Linked DNA regions of Mus musculus: all the other regions are linked to region 3. Evidence: chromatin contacts called from public Hi-C data. All regions are on one chromosome and are shown on one strand. Each heading gives the region's core, a stretch centred on a gene start, on an enhancer-like site or on the middle of the called end of the contact. The rest is flanking DNA. Distances are from core to core; before and after follow the strand shown.

Evidence for each region. Hi-C and Micro-C count contacts between places; a contact is called where the count stands out from the background.
Region 1: a Hi-C map of cerebellar granule neurons shows a contact between it and region 3, with 5 times the contacts expected there. The contact joins two enhancer-like sites. A contact is called at or near these places in 6 of 484 Hi-C or Micro-C datasets (brain, cerebellar granule neurons, cerebellum and 1 more).
Region 2: a Hi-C map of cerebellar granule neurons shows a contact between it and region 3, with 4 times the contacts expected there. The contact joins two enhancer-like sites. A contact is called at or near these places in 5 of 484 Hi-C or Micro-C datasets (brain, cerebellar granule neurons and cerebellum).

What each region holds. Positions count from the first base shown.
Region 1 is chr9:91,954,893-91,959,332 of GRCm38.p6, forward strand. The region is part of intron 1 of Gm31409 (a long non-coding RNA gene); the gene reads right to left. Among named protein-coding and RNA genes, the nearest start is that of Gm31409, 4.1 kb to the right of the region's middle. Within about 2 kb of position 2,194, at least 2 of the 459 cell types and tissues checked have an H3K27ac peak or open chromatin away from gene starts, as enhancers often do. A contact at or near this core is called in cerebellar granule neurons and cerebellum, where this site is marked.
Region 2 is chr9:91,543,012-91,547,259 of GRCm38.p6, forward strand. The region is part of intron 2 of Gm29478 (a long non-coding RNA gene); the gene reads left to right. Among named protein-coding and RNA genes, the nearest start is that of Gm29478, 140 kb to the left of the region's middle. Within about 2 kb of position 2,605, at least 3 of the 459 cell types and tissues checked have an H3K27ac peak or open chromatin away from gene starts, as enhancers often do. A contact at or near this core is called in cerebellar granule neurons and cerebellum, where this site is marked.
Region 3 is chr9:91,796,426-91,800,961 of GRCm38.p6, forward strand. No RefSeq gene overlaps it. Among named protein-coding and RNA genes, the nearest start is that of Gm26101, 41 kb to the right of the region's middle. Within about 2 kb of position 1,921, at least 7 of the 459 cell types and tissues checked have an H3K27ac peak or open chromatin away from gene starts, as enhancers often do. A contact at or near this core is called in cerebellar granule neurons and cerebellum, where this site is marked.

The sequences.
Region 1 (4,440 bases), core at 944-3,443, 160 kb after region 3:
GTATTTAGTAGTATGCGTGCTTTTCACTATAGAATTCGTTTTTATAATTGTACCTTTTTGTTTGAAATTCTAATGCATTGAATTTACTTGGCTATTTTAAAGACTTTCTCATATTTATTTTTATGTGTAAATGTTTTGTCTACATGCATGTATGTATGTATACCAGCTGCATTCAGTGTCAATAGCAACTAGAAGAAGGCGTTGGATTCCATGCAACTAAAGTTATGGACAATTATGAGGTGACACATATCTGCTGGAGATTGACTTAAGGTCATCTGCAAGAGTAGCCTGTGTTCTTAAACCATTTCTCCAGCCTCTGATGGTCTATTTTCACTTGATTTGGGGATATGCTTTTAATGTAAAGACCTGCCTTCTGCTGGGTCCCTATTACATCCCCTTTACTTACTCTTGTCATTTGAAATGCATATGCAGTGCCCAGAAGTGCTTCAGCATTCAGGACTCTATCCTCAACCCTTCCCATGTTTTTCAACTGCATTACATTTGAAAATCAAGATTATAATCTTTCAAATGTTACGGCATCATCCTAGACATTACTTTTAAATAACCTTTCTAAACACTCTGATCAAAGTCCACATCCTTGTTGATGTCTTGTTTAAAACATATCCTCTCATGAAATACAGAACTGAAACTCAAAATTCTTGTCCTATTTGTGTGTGTGTTTAAAATATTTTGTGAATAAGACCTGACGGTGAGAGACTGTAATCACGGCTCTAGAGGAGGCCGAGGTAGGAGGATTATATGTATAAGATCTGTTTCAGTAACTTAGACCCTGGCTAAAACTAAAAATTGGAAGAAAATCTAGGGCTTTTATGGCTCAGTAGAAGAGTAATTGCCTAGCACGAATGAAGCTTTAGGTTCCTTACAACAAAGAGCAAAAGAAAATATACATTTGGTAAGTAAACATAATTTTCTTTTCAATTTTAACAGCAGACAAACCTTCAAGTTTTATGAATTCTGGATATGAGGAAGCTATTCTGTGATAGAGTCCAATCTTTCATCTCATTTCTATCTTTGAATTAAGTCATTTTGTTACTTCATGAATATTTGAATTAAATATTTTTGTAGTCATAGTTTCCATCTTTTAATTATTATCATCTAATTAATAGTTAATCCCTGTTAATATATTAATATATAATCCCTGTTACTAAATATAATATTAGTATATAAGCATACTTTCTCCCAAATTAGCACCATATTTCCTTTATATTTTTCTACTCTTTTTTTCCACTCTTCATTGGACACTCTCTTTTTGTTTGTTTGTTTGATTTTTGTTTTGTTGTTGTTGTTGTTGTTGTTTGAGACAGTGTTTCTCTGTATAGCCCTGGCTGTCCTGGCTCACTCTGAAGACCAGGCTGGCCTCGAACTCAGCAATCCTCCTGCTCTTCCTCCCAAGTGCTGGGAATAAAGGCATGTGCCACCTCTGCCCAGCTTCATTGGACACTCTTGTGCTTACTTGGTTGGTTCCTTTCTTTCATGGTATTTATATTCAAGTGGTAGGATATTTTAGCTGATTGATTTTAATTCTGTACTTACTTTCTAACTTAATGCTTCTAATATAGATCTCTATAAACAAAATATAGTTTTCACGTGCATTTTAGAAGTCTATCTTTGTTAATATTCTTTGTTAACATTTGGGGTCTCATTATGCAGCCTTGGCTGGCCTGGAGTTCACAGTGCAGACCTGGCTGGCCTTGAATTCACAGAGATTTTCCTGCCTCTGCTTCGCTGATATTGGGATTAAAAGCATGAAGCACCATGCCTGGCTTTCTTTGTTAATATTTGATTTGCTTATGTATGACTTTTCTATTGTTCCTTTTTTGTTGTTGTTGATATGATGACGCAAGAGAGGTATTATCAAATAGGTACATGCATCAGAAAGTAATTTTAATATAAGCATGTCATTTTTATTGTTGTAAAAATTACATAACAACATTTTATTGACTGTGTTTCTGGCTTTAAATGTACATATGATTTGTTTAAATGCCCACAACTGTCTAGCCATTGGTTAATCTATGTATCAGTTTATTTTTTCTGCTTTTGCTTTGGTAAGATCTCATAGCCCAGACTAGCCTCCATTTTTATATGTAGCCAATCTGAGCTTGACCTCCTGGTCTAACAGCCTCTATTCCCCAGATTCATAGGCATATGTAACCACACCTGGCCTTTTGCATACCAAATTAACTGACCAAGTCAAATTTGACTGCAATGAAAGTCCATGTGCATACGGGTGGTATTGTATGTATCATGGGGTGAATTTCAAATCCTCTCTGATGCTTCTGCACAGATTATTCTCAATGCTTGCGGTTATCATCCTTCTCCCCCTTGGTTGTCACCTATTCTTGAAGATCAGGTGAATTGAAGACCTCTTTGATAATTTCTCTTCTACTAACCAAATCTGTCAATGCAGAAGCTAGAAACGGTGTCTCTCTCTTTACTAACTAAAGCAAGGTACCATCACTTAATTTACTCTACTGCATTGTAATCATAATTCTCCCAGACTTGGCTTGAAGCAAGCATTCAGTATGTCTAGTGCTTGGCATGTACTAGCCACAGAACACTCAGCTAGCCAGATTTTATAAGAAACTTGGCATTTTTCCCTTCATATTCTCGGCAGATAATAATAATGATCATGCTATTTTTACTAGGGCATTACTGTATAGAATATTAATATGTAAAATTTAATTTATCTTATAACTGCAAATTGTTATATAATTTTTATACATTTTTAAAGTGAGTGAAAAATGAAGTCATAGATTGGTAAGTAAACTCAAGGTCACACAATGAGTGTCAAGGCCAATTTTATTACCAAGAAATTTCAATACTAGTGTGTGGATACTGAATATAGGCTTAATAAATCTGATGCAGGGTGAATAAATATCTACCAAAAGGCAGTAAAACATACATCAAATGTTTCAATGGTTATGAGGTTTTATGAATTTTTTTGGTATATATTGCTTTCATTGTTTATTCAAGAAGATCCACTTGTTAAAGCAGGATGGAGCCAAATAATTTCTTCAAAGATCTGTGGCAAGTTTTGTGATATTCGTATAGAGAAAAACAGGTATTTGCAATAGTTTTAATATTAAATTTTAGAAATAATTTGATAATATACAAATTGAATTTCTTCACATTGTGATACTGTATGCAAAAATGTAACAGTTCATTCATAATAACTTCAAATTGACATGATAAGGACACAAAAACTCACTTGGATTTCAGAGTAACATTGACTTATTCTTTGAATTTATATTGATCATTGAATCAATATTAAAATGCACTTTTGGTTTAGGTTATATATATATATATATATATAATTACAATTTGCAAAAAATAAAATAATTTAATTGGTTGCTTTTTTTACTGTTGATATTCTTTATAGAGATTTGAAATTCATTTTTATTTTTTCAACCATGTTAATCCCACATAAAGAAAAAAATGTCTTTTATATTCTAAAAATTTATTATGGATTTTTTTAAATATGGAAAAAGAGCAATTCAAATAAAATTTAAATCAATTTTTGATAAGCAATAAACTTGTTAATTAAATCACTCAGAATCTGTAAAAATCATGCATTTCAACACACTCACACACACACACACACACACACACACACACACACACACACACACCCTTTTCTGTATGTTAAACATCTACCCTAGCTTACTCACCACCCCTGCATTGAAGTGATAACACTACATATCTCTGGGTTTATTCCACTTCCTTTTTTTCTCTTCCTAAGCATTGTCGTAAAAATAAATGAATATTGTTCCACTGTGCGTGCTTTTACACTCCTCATGATGAGAATGGATTCGTGATAACTCATTTATTTTCTTTTCTTCTAACAATCTTTGCAGCAGGAATGAGATGCCTGAATTTTAATGCCTAATATGATCTTTGGAAGACTATAAACTTTTAATAGACTTTACACATAAAGTGAGAGAGAAGATAAATCGCAGAGAAGTCTGTGGTTTGATCCCAGGAAATCCTGATTAATAGCCCCCAGATTGTGTTAGACCACCCTGAATATTTCCTGAAAAAAAAATACTGGTTCATTTTATTGCCAAATAAATTGGAATTGAAGATATCAACATCTGACCAAGTAGAAATATAAATGGAAGGAGAAGAAAACAAGTGTTGCTTTATTTGACACATTTGAGACAAAACTCAGTTTATTCGCTCTGTGTACTGTCTATGGCTGCTAATTTTGTATGATGAGTACAATGGAATTACAATAAGGGATGGTTTCCTTCAGACTTATCCTCTGTGAGTTTCCCCCCAGAAATCTTAAGGCCAGAAATTCAGCATTATCTGTAAAACCTGATGGGAAAACATTGACTCTTCGTGTTTTGTTCAGACTGAAAGATTTCATTGGCTGGATTGTCACCTTCTGCATAGTTTACTGGGTGATTTTTCCAGTTT
Region 2 (4,248 bases), core at 1,355-3,854, 250 kb before region 3:
TGCAACTTGATATGCCAAGACTGATTGATATCCATGGGAGGTCTCCCTTTTTCTGAGGAGAAGGGGAGACAGTGTGGATGGGGCGTGGGGGGGGGGGAGAAGGGAAGTTAAGAGGGAGGGACCAGGAGGAGAAAAGGTGGGGGATAGCTATGACAGGGTGTAAAATAATTAAATAACTTAATTAATAATAAAAAAGCTTGCTCATTGAATATATATATATATATATATATATTGCTGACATTTTATTGTGATTAATTTGGATTATATAGGAAGAGAAGCAAAAAAACTGAGTAATAAGGGACTATAATAAAGGTTTAACCAGGAGTTTAAAATTGAAAACAAAGCAAAACAAAAACAAAAAACAAAAACAAAAAAAACAAAACAAAACAAAACAGAAGCACAGCCCTATTAGAAGTCCATCACTGAAGACAGGCTTTGAGCAGTCAAAGTCTCATTCACCTTCCAGTGTGCCTGAGGTTGAGGGTGTGTTTTCTCAGCTTCCTGTTCCTGCCATCATGTCTGCTAGTTGTCCTAATGCCTTCCTGCCATGCTGGACTCTTGTTCCCCTGGAACCCTAAACTGAAGCCAACTCTTCTAGAAGCTCCTTTTGATTATGGTGTTTCATTGCAGCAACACAAGGAACTAATACGACTAGGGTGTAGGATCTCAGGATTATATTACTACTGATGTTCTTCCTTAACATACTTTTAAAGTGCATGCGGCATCCATCTATGGTTAATTAAAACAACAACAACAACAACAACGAAAACATGTACACCAAGTTACAGTCAATTTCCAAGATGGGGAAGATTAGGTTTGGCACTACACACTGCACTTGATTTTATTAAAATAGTGATGAGATCAGGGTATATGTTCCATCAGTAAAGGGCTTGCTGCACAAACAAGACCCAAGGTCAGATCCCTAGCAATTTTTCATATTTGGATCATGACTTCTGTCTTACAGTGATTTTTAAATACAACCCCATATAAATCCTGTTCTGCTATTTGATACCACTTGTATAACTACCTTTTGTGGAAAAAAAGAACTTTCCCCATAGTCTTACAAAATATTGACTAGTAGAGAATGGAAACAAACTTGCCAAATGTCATTTCATTCTGTGACTCTTTCAGAAATCATTGCATCATTCCCATTTAAAAAAATAAAAAAAACCTCTGCTTATAAAGAAGGCACAAAGATTATTATTTCAATCTTACATAGGTTAGTGATCCATTTAATATTTAAAAAGCTAATGTTTCATATTTTGATATGCTACATATTAGTTTGTGTCCAAGTGTCTGTATTAGCAGCAGGAACTCTGAAGCTTCTTATTTTAATTAAGAAAATATTTTCAATATTGTTCTACAGTTTATATAAACAGTGAGAAATATTTTGCACTTTAAAAATGTGGGTTAAAACAAAACTAGGTAATGTTTCTTTTATTTGAGCCAAGAAAAATAGTACCACGAATCCTTTTCTCATATTGCTGTGTGGAAATAGTTTTCCACCTAAAACCCCTGGCTCTCTCTTTTTCTTATAAAATGTATGCATGCAAAGATGCTAGTGTGAGATACGTTTCCAGGCACATTTATTCTAATGGTGAAGCTGGCTTATTTTGTGACACATTTTATATTTCCATGACAAACCGAATGCTTTTTGTCCACCAGTGATGTAGAATAATTAATCAGAGCCATCCTGGGAGGAGGACCCATCCCATTCTGTGTTGGTTTGTAAAACATCCCTGGGTGAGAGGCCTCTCAGCAGGCTCACTCACGTTACCTGTAATTTTTCACATGTGTATAGTTCATCACTAGTGACACTCTGGCTTTCAGATCAGTCATCTCTTAGAACTTAAAATTGATATATCAGTCTCAGCATAAAATGCTATCATTCCCGTGGACCAACTGTTTACCGGAGTATAACTCCTCCTGTGTCTCATTTCATCACACTGTTCCACACAGTGATGTTTCAATGTGAAATGAAGTTTTTTCATGCTGTGCCCCTGAGTAGAAAAAAGACAGAAGTACATGTATGATAAATGGTGAAGATTCCGTGATAACCCTTGGAAAACAATATAGTGTAGAAGCATTCTGTATTATATTTGCTTTAATAATTTAAGGCATAAATGTGGCTTTTAAACTTTTATAACAAATACGATTTATGCAGCAGTGAGAAATGATCAATTATATTTTCTGTGAATCACTTCATCTTCCATCTTATACAGAAATTAACAGCACGCTACTGCTGTTGAATTGCCATGGTGGAATATTTGTGTAGGCTACGCTATTAGTAAAATGTAAAATCACCATCATGTTGTTCAACTCTATGTCTTTAATTACAGTTTTGCAAGAGAAAGGATTTACTTTAAATTTTTATTAAGTCTATTCACTTTGTCTATGTGGGGCTGGGGACCGAATTCTGGCTTTTAATAGCAACAACAGAATTTAGGAAAAACATCTTGTTGAATTCCCTTATGCCTGAAAGACACTGTCGTGTTTGCATTCTTTCTTGGCACAAAGTGCATTTTCTTTGTGGCTCTGAGTGTCGCCTGGCTGTGGCATCGGCATCCCACTGATTATTACGAGGGCTGATTCAACGGCTTTGGCTCACTGGGCTGGGTTCTGTAGACTTCCTTCACAACCCTAAAAGCTGTGCATTGGCAGAAGATGATGACATCCCTGGGGAGACTAGAACCACTTAATTTTTGTCAAAATGGAAATGAGTTTTTCCTTTTAGCACATCTTGATTTGATCTGATAGGTTATTTTAAAAATGGAAGGCAAGATTGTTTCACCAAAAATGGATGCAAACAATGTTTTAAATTTGATATGGCATTGCAAATACTCAACGTTTTCCAGAGAGAACATTTTTTAGTTTACATTTGAAATTCTTACCTTTTTATTTTCACTATTGTACTGTGTATGCTTTAGATTATTTCACTGTGTGCTTTTGAGATGATGTCTAAGCACTAAGCCACAGCCACAAGATATATGATGAGTTGTTTAACTAAAGGTAGAGTGATTACAAAGAATTCTGAAGGTTGAAACATACTTTATAGTATGAGTTTTGAAAATAGATTAACTAACAGGTGATTATTTCCATCCTGTTGAAAGTATAAGAAATTCAGTAATGACTAAATGACTTGCTGGCGCCTCTTCATTGTGCCTGTGCATGTGTTGGATATGCACAATCATGTAAAAGAAAATAGTTCAAAACTGTGAGCATAACAGACATTTTCATTTGGAGACTAAAATTCTGTTGTGTCTACATTTGTTCAGCAGGTGAGATATTTTGGTAATACTACTATGGCATACTGAAATATTGCTAGAAAACTAAAAGTAATCTGCTTTTATGCTTTGTATTAGCTTAAGGATCTATTACCCAAATAAAATAAATTTGGTGTTATGTTTTCATGTTTAATTAGCCTTGGGAAGAAGGTATGTTCAATAAAAATATATCAGGAATTATACTCATCCCTTTGTGTACTTGTATTATTTTAGGAGAAATTTCAACAGCAGCCTTATTTTCAAAGCTCAGTTCAAGTTGACTTTTCATTACTTGAATAATAGTGTTCTTATGTGTATAGTAAGATGTGTAGTTTTCCTCAGTTTCACAATCCTCCCTGCTACCAATAGCCCACTTCAAGTGGGACATTTATTACAAATGATTAACCCAGTATTTTGTATTCTGTAACAGTATTTTATATTCTGAAATATGGATTTCATTATCTAGCTATTGTTTTAGGAAGCTTTCAAATGCTTACTTAAAGGAGTTTCACAGTTATTCTAGAAGTTTAGGTGGATGGGTTGGTCCTCCAGTTCTAACAAGTATGGAGCCTGAGGCTAGAGGTTATCTTGAGCGTAGGGTTTCAAGACCACTTTGTAAAACAGAAAACAGACATCTCAAAAGGGGAAAAGAGAACATGAACGTGGACTAGAGTCCTTTTCCATGTTAATCTGGTGAAGAAGAGTTAGAATAACAAAACCAGATTATATTTCAAAAGAGAAGTTGGGGAGCTTTGGTAGTTCACAAAGATAGCAACTGAACAGTTAAAAATTGTGGAGAAAAGGTCAGTGCTGCACACACAAGAAGGAAGCCAAGCTGAACACAGCTCCAGCCATGCGGAGCCATGGGAGGGGAGGACAGAGCAGGATTCTAATATGAAAGGTAAGGCAGGCAGCCCCAAGACTGGCACTCGTACCCTCAGAGCAAGCCAATAGCCTTCAGAAGCCTCAAAGTCAGTGTCACATT
Region 3 (4,536 bases), core at 671-3,170:
CACCTAGCAGACAGCTTCAATGAACACAGTGTGCCTGACCAGTATACGTGGGGACTGTGTCTGCTCAGTGTGTGCTGTTTTGGTAGGGCGAGAAAGCAAAGAGCAACTATTCTGTTAGGTTTGGGTACTTTCTTCCTAAGATTCAAATGGCACCAGTGATAGATGAAGTAACTGATTGACATATTCACATGGAAATGGAATATGTGCTTATACCTCATAGAGATAGACCATCACCTTAATTACTAAGCATCGTAGAGCAAAAGACACAATAGCCAACTGGTAAACCAAAACCAGAGAGAATGAGGGAAGGGAAGAAGTATGAATCTCTAATTTATGTGAGAAAAATAAAATGTTCGCACTTATCTTTGGATAGTAGTTTGTATATTCTGTGTAGATTGAATATTTAAATGAAAAGACTTTCATTATTATTTATGGATACAGTGCCATACTCTGAATGAAAGTGTAAAACTGCCTATATTGTTTCCACCTCATATTGTAACATTCCACTTACTCACTCATGTTAATAGAATAAAATAGGAACCTCTCTCCACTGTTGTCCTGCTTTGCATCCTCTGCATCTTTGTAGAGAATCTCAGGAGCCATCCAGAGTTCTTCAGGCACAGAAGGTGGGGTTCTCTGTTCCTTCCCTCTGCTCTGCTCCCAGCATGCCTTTCACTCTCTCGTTCTTTGATTGTGATGGTGTTGTTTTTCTCTATTCTGTTCTTTTCTGGGTATGGAAGCATAAACGCTGAATTAATCCAACTTAGGTAGCCCTTAGGATAATTTTTTAAGCAGCAGGAAATGGGCTATCTAGCTGCGCAGATAATGATATCAGCTGCTTCCTTCCAAAACAACAGGTGCTTTGGCAGAAAATGTATGTCATCACACTGGGACGATGACATCAGTTCATACTTCAGCTTAATTATAAACCACCTCCATTAATCCTCCAGTAATTAAACATTTTGTGTGTATTGCAAGGTGAAATGTAAAGTTAAAGGTGCCCTGTAATTCATCACAGGATTTAAGAAAGCATTTTCTTCACAGGGTATTTCCTATACACAACAAAACAGATATTTCCAAAATCTTTGTGCCATACTAGAAAACTAAATTTCTTTCTTCTTTTAGAAAATTATAAACACAAAGGTAATTAATAAAATGCACCATTTTTATATGTATTATTCATTTAAGAATACAAGGAACAAAGTAGTTAATGCAGGCTTTATATGATTCAGAATTAATTAAAAAACCTCTTTAATTATTTAAAATATTAAATATTCGAGGAAACTAAAGAATTACTATTTTAGTTTTGTATTTTCAACAAAAACATGAAATATGCTTATTTGTATTTTAATAAAAATATCTAAACTAGTTATACTGATGAGTGTCATAAATATTAGAAATTAAGGTGCTTTGTTAAGCATGAAACATTTTTTCATAAATATTTGGATCATTGCTTAAATTTTCAATATTTAAAATTTTCATGGGAACATTTTTGTGCTATGATTAACATAATGAGATGCAAAAAGATATTTTATACATAAAACTTTTCTTGCTTCAAAATATAAATACAATAAATAAAAAGCATACTGGATCTTCCTTTTAGCTTTAAGAGATAAGGCTGTCAATTTATTTGAATTTGTTGTTTTCTTCAGGGGTCACAAAGCTTCTAAGCAAACTGTTTATGAGGAATATGAGTATCTAAGGACCTAACCACTCAAGAATCAATCTATTCTTCATTTGCAACCAGGTAAGGCCCATATTGGCATCTTTGAAATTTCTGTACACAGCGCTTAACAATTTAGCTAACATGATTTTTGCGGAATGACAGAACAGCGTTTAATACAATTGTTCCCATTAAGAAATAGCTGTTCCCGAAGATCTTAGTTATTCACTGTATATCCATTTAAAAGTCCACCTTCATAGATAGAAATGGAGTAATCTCTGGGGTGTTGCCAAATACATCATTCACTCTTTATCACAAAGCTGTCATAACAAGCTGCAGAAAATTGTTCTTAAACAGATTAGTTTTTAAAAAAACGTAACCAGTTAACAAGACTTTCTCTCTTTGTAGATGCAAAATGATAAATCCATCTAAGAAGAGTTTTATTTTTTACAAGTGAACTTAGGCTGGATTTTTTTTTTTTTTTGTGGATTTAGTTGGAGCATTTGGGGGAGCATATGGAGCTCTCTGCGGCGCCACGGGACCACGCGGTTATGAAATCTGATCAGTGCTTCCCCAGTGACAGCTGTGCCTTTACACCATCAGAAAATTTTCAGACTTCTAATTTGTCATAACTACCTCCTGTGGAAAGGAAATATGTTATGTAGCCAAACAAAATTTTTTTTAGTGCTCAGCCCTATAAACAATTCCTAAGCTTCATTTTTTGTGGTTCACTGATGCAACTCTCACACCAAAAACATACAGAGCCATCAAAAGCTAGGGCGAGCTACTGTTGCCCCACCCACTCAAAAAGCATTCTAATGGCAATGCGTCTAGAGAAAGATTCTGTCACAGAGTTTAGCAGTTTAAAGACATTGAACTCTTGGTTGATTTCAAAAACCCACGGAAACCGTTGAGAGGTTTTAGTCTGGATTCTCTGAACACTTGTCTCTCTCTTCATCAAACACTCTTTGGAGTGGCTGAATATTATGTTGTCCTCTTAGGCCCTGCTTCTTTTTACATGGAGAGTCTGAAGTGCAGATACTTCTACCTATTAGCTTGTCATGCCTTGATCCAGCCACTTAAGGAAGAAGTATTTACTCTTCTCCCATGTGAACACTTATGCAGGGTTCCATGTTGTCAGTCTTCTTATAGCCCCACTGTGGAGAGAGACCATAGGATGCAATTCAGATGTTATCAACCCAACTGTCATTGAAGATGCAACTTCAAGTTTGATATCAGCATCTATTTCTGGACATAAGTTTGTTTGGGAGTTTTTTGAAGTGTCACCTCATTAGACAAATGAAATATTCACGTATACTTCCTCTTGCTAAATAGGTGAGTCTCACCACCTTTACATATAATCAAGATAAACGTCATGGTTGTCTTTCCTTTTACTTCAGGTTAGCTGTGCAGGCATTAGGACTACATATACTCTTCCTTCATTGTTCAGTGTTTCATGCCCATTACGAAGTGTAAAACAAAATCTTCTACAATATCAAGAATGACTCACATATGCAAACATCTATTCTGCATTCCTCTTATATCTGGTAGGACATAATAAGCAAATGAAATAGTAATTTATCATAACTAAATTAATTTAAATCTAAATGAATTAAATGGACTAACTAGCTCACATATCAACTGATTAAAATATCTTCACGGTAGAGACAGTGTTTATTATTGCCATTTTTAAGATAAGGAAAACAATACACCATTGAGGTAAAAAGAAATTATAGTAGATTTAGAGGTTGAAACCATTTTGTCCTATGTAGTACCAATGCTAATCAGCATGAGGAAGTATGAAAGACTCAATTTGGAATCTGAACTTGACACTGATAAAAGATAAATGGACACGAGTTCTATTAGTTCTTCCAATTGACTTAGCTCATGACACTAACAGTACTGCTTGCTGAGTCTTGGTTGTTATATCTTTAACATAACAGGGTGAGACTGGTAATATCTTTTTTATAATAAAATTGTATGCTGTAGATTACAATATAGAGTCATTTGTGCAGACATAAATCATTTTACATATGCTGTTTATCTCTAACTTCTCATTTCCTCATGGTTAATACTTTGTACACAGTTTTTAACCCATCATATACTGATAAAAGAGGGACAGTAAATCAGTCAGATAATCACATCAAAGCCATGATAATAGTCTATTTCTTTTCAACTCTACATCCATATCCTTAGAATGCATCTTTTTAAAACTTACTTAATCTGCAAATAAAAACTTAGATACAAATTTGAGGCTGTGGAAATAGTTGTTCTGATAAAGTGGTTGTTCCACAAGCATAAAAACCCAAGGTTGATCCCCAAAAGCCACATAAATATTTCTAGAAGTGCTGGCACACACTTGTGAAACCACCATTGGGAAAGTAGAGACAGGTGGATGCCTAAGTCAAGCTTTAGGCCAAGGAGTGACCGTGTCTGGAACAAACAAATAAAAGAAGGCAGACAGCTTCAGCTTCAGAGAAACATCATTAGAGATTGACCTCTGCCTTCTAAATGAACAACAACCCCCAACACACACACACACACACACACACACAAATGCAAACAAAAGCAAAAGTCATATGTTTTGCCTAATGTGATAAGACTCTGCCAGCTATAGCTTAAAAATAACATTTTCTTTAGATGAGGATGCCAAGTATTTGAATAAATTCTTTATATTTCATTGATATCTTGAAATGTACCTATTCTGAGAAAAGGATAAATGTTGTCATCACATTTTATAAGGCAAAAAGGGGCATATAAACTTTGCTGTAAGCCAGTGTACCAAGGCCATCCTAACATTATCTATCAGACCACCTGCTAGAGCATGTTGGCAAAAGGAGAACATAGCCCTGATCTGGTCCCACAGTTAGACT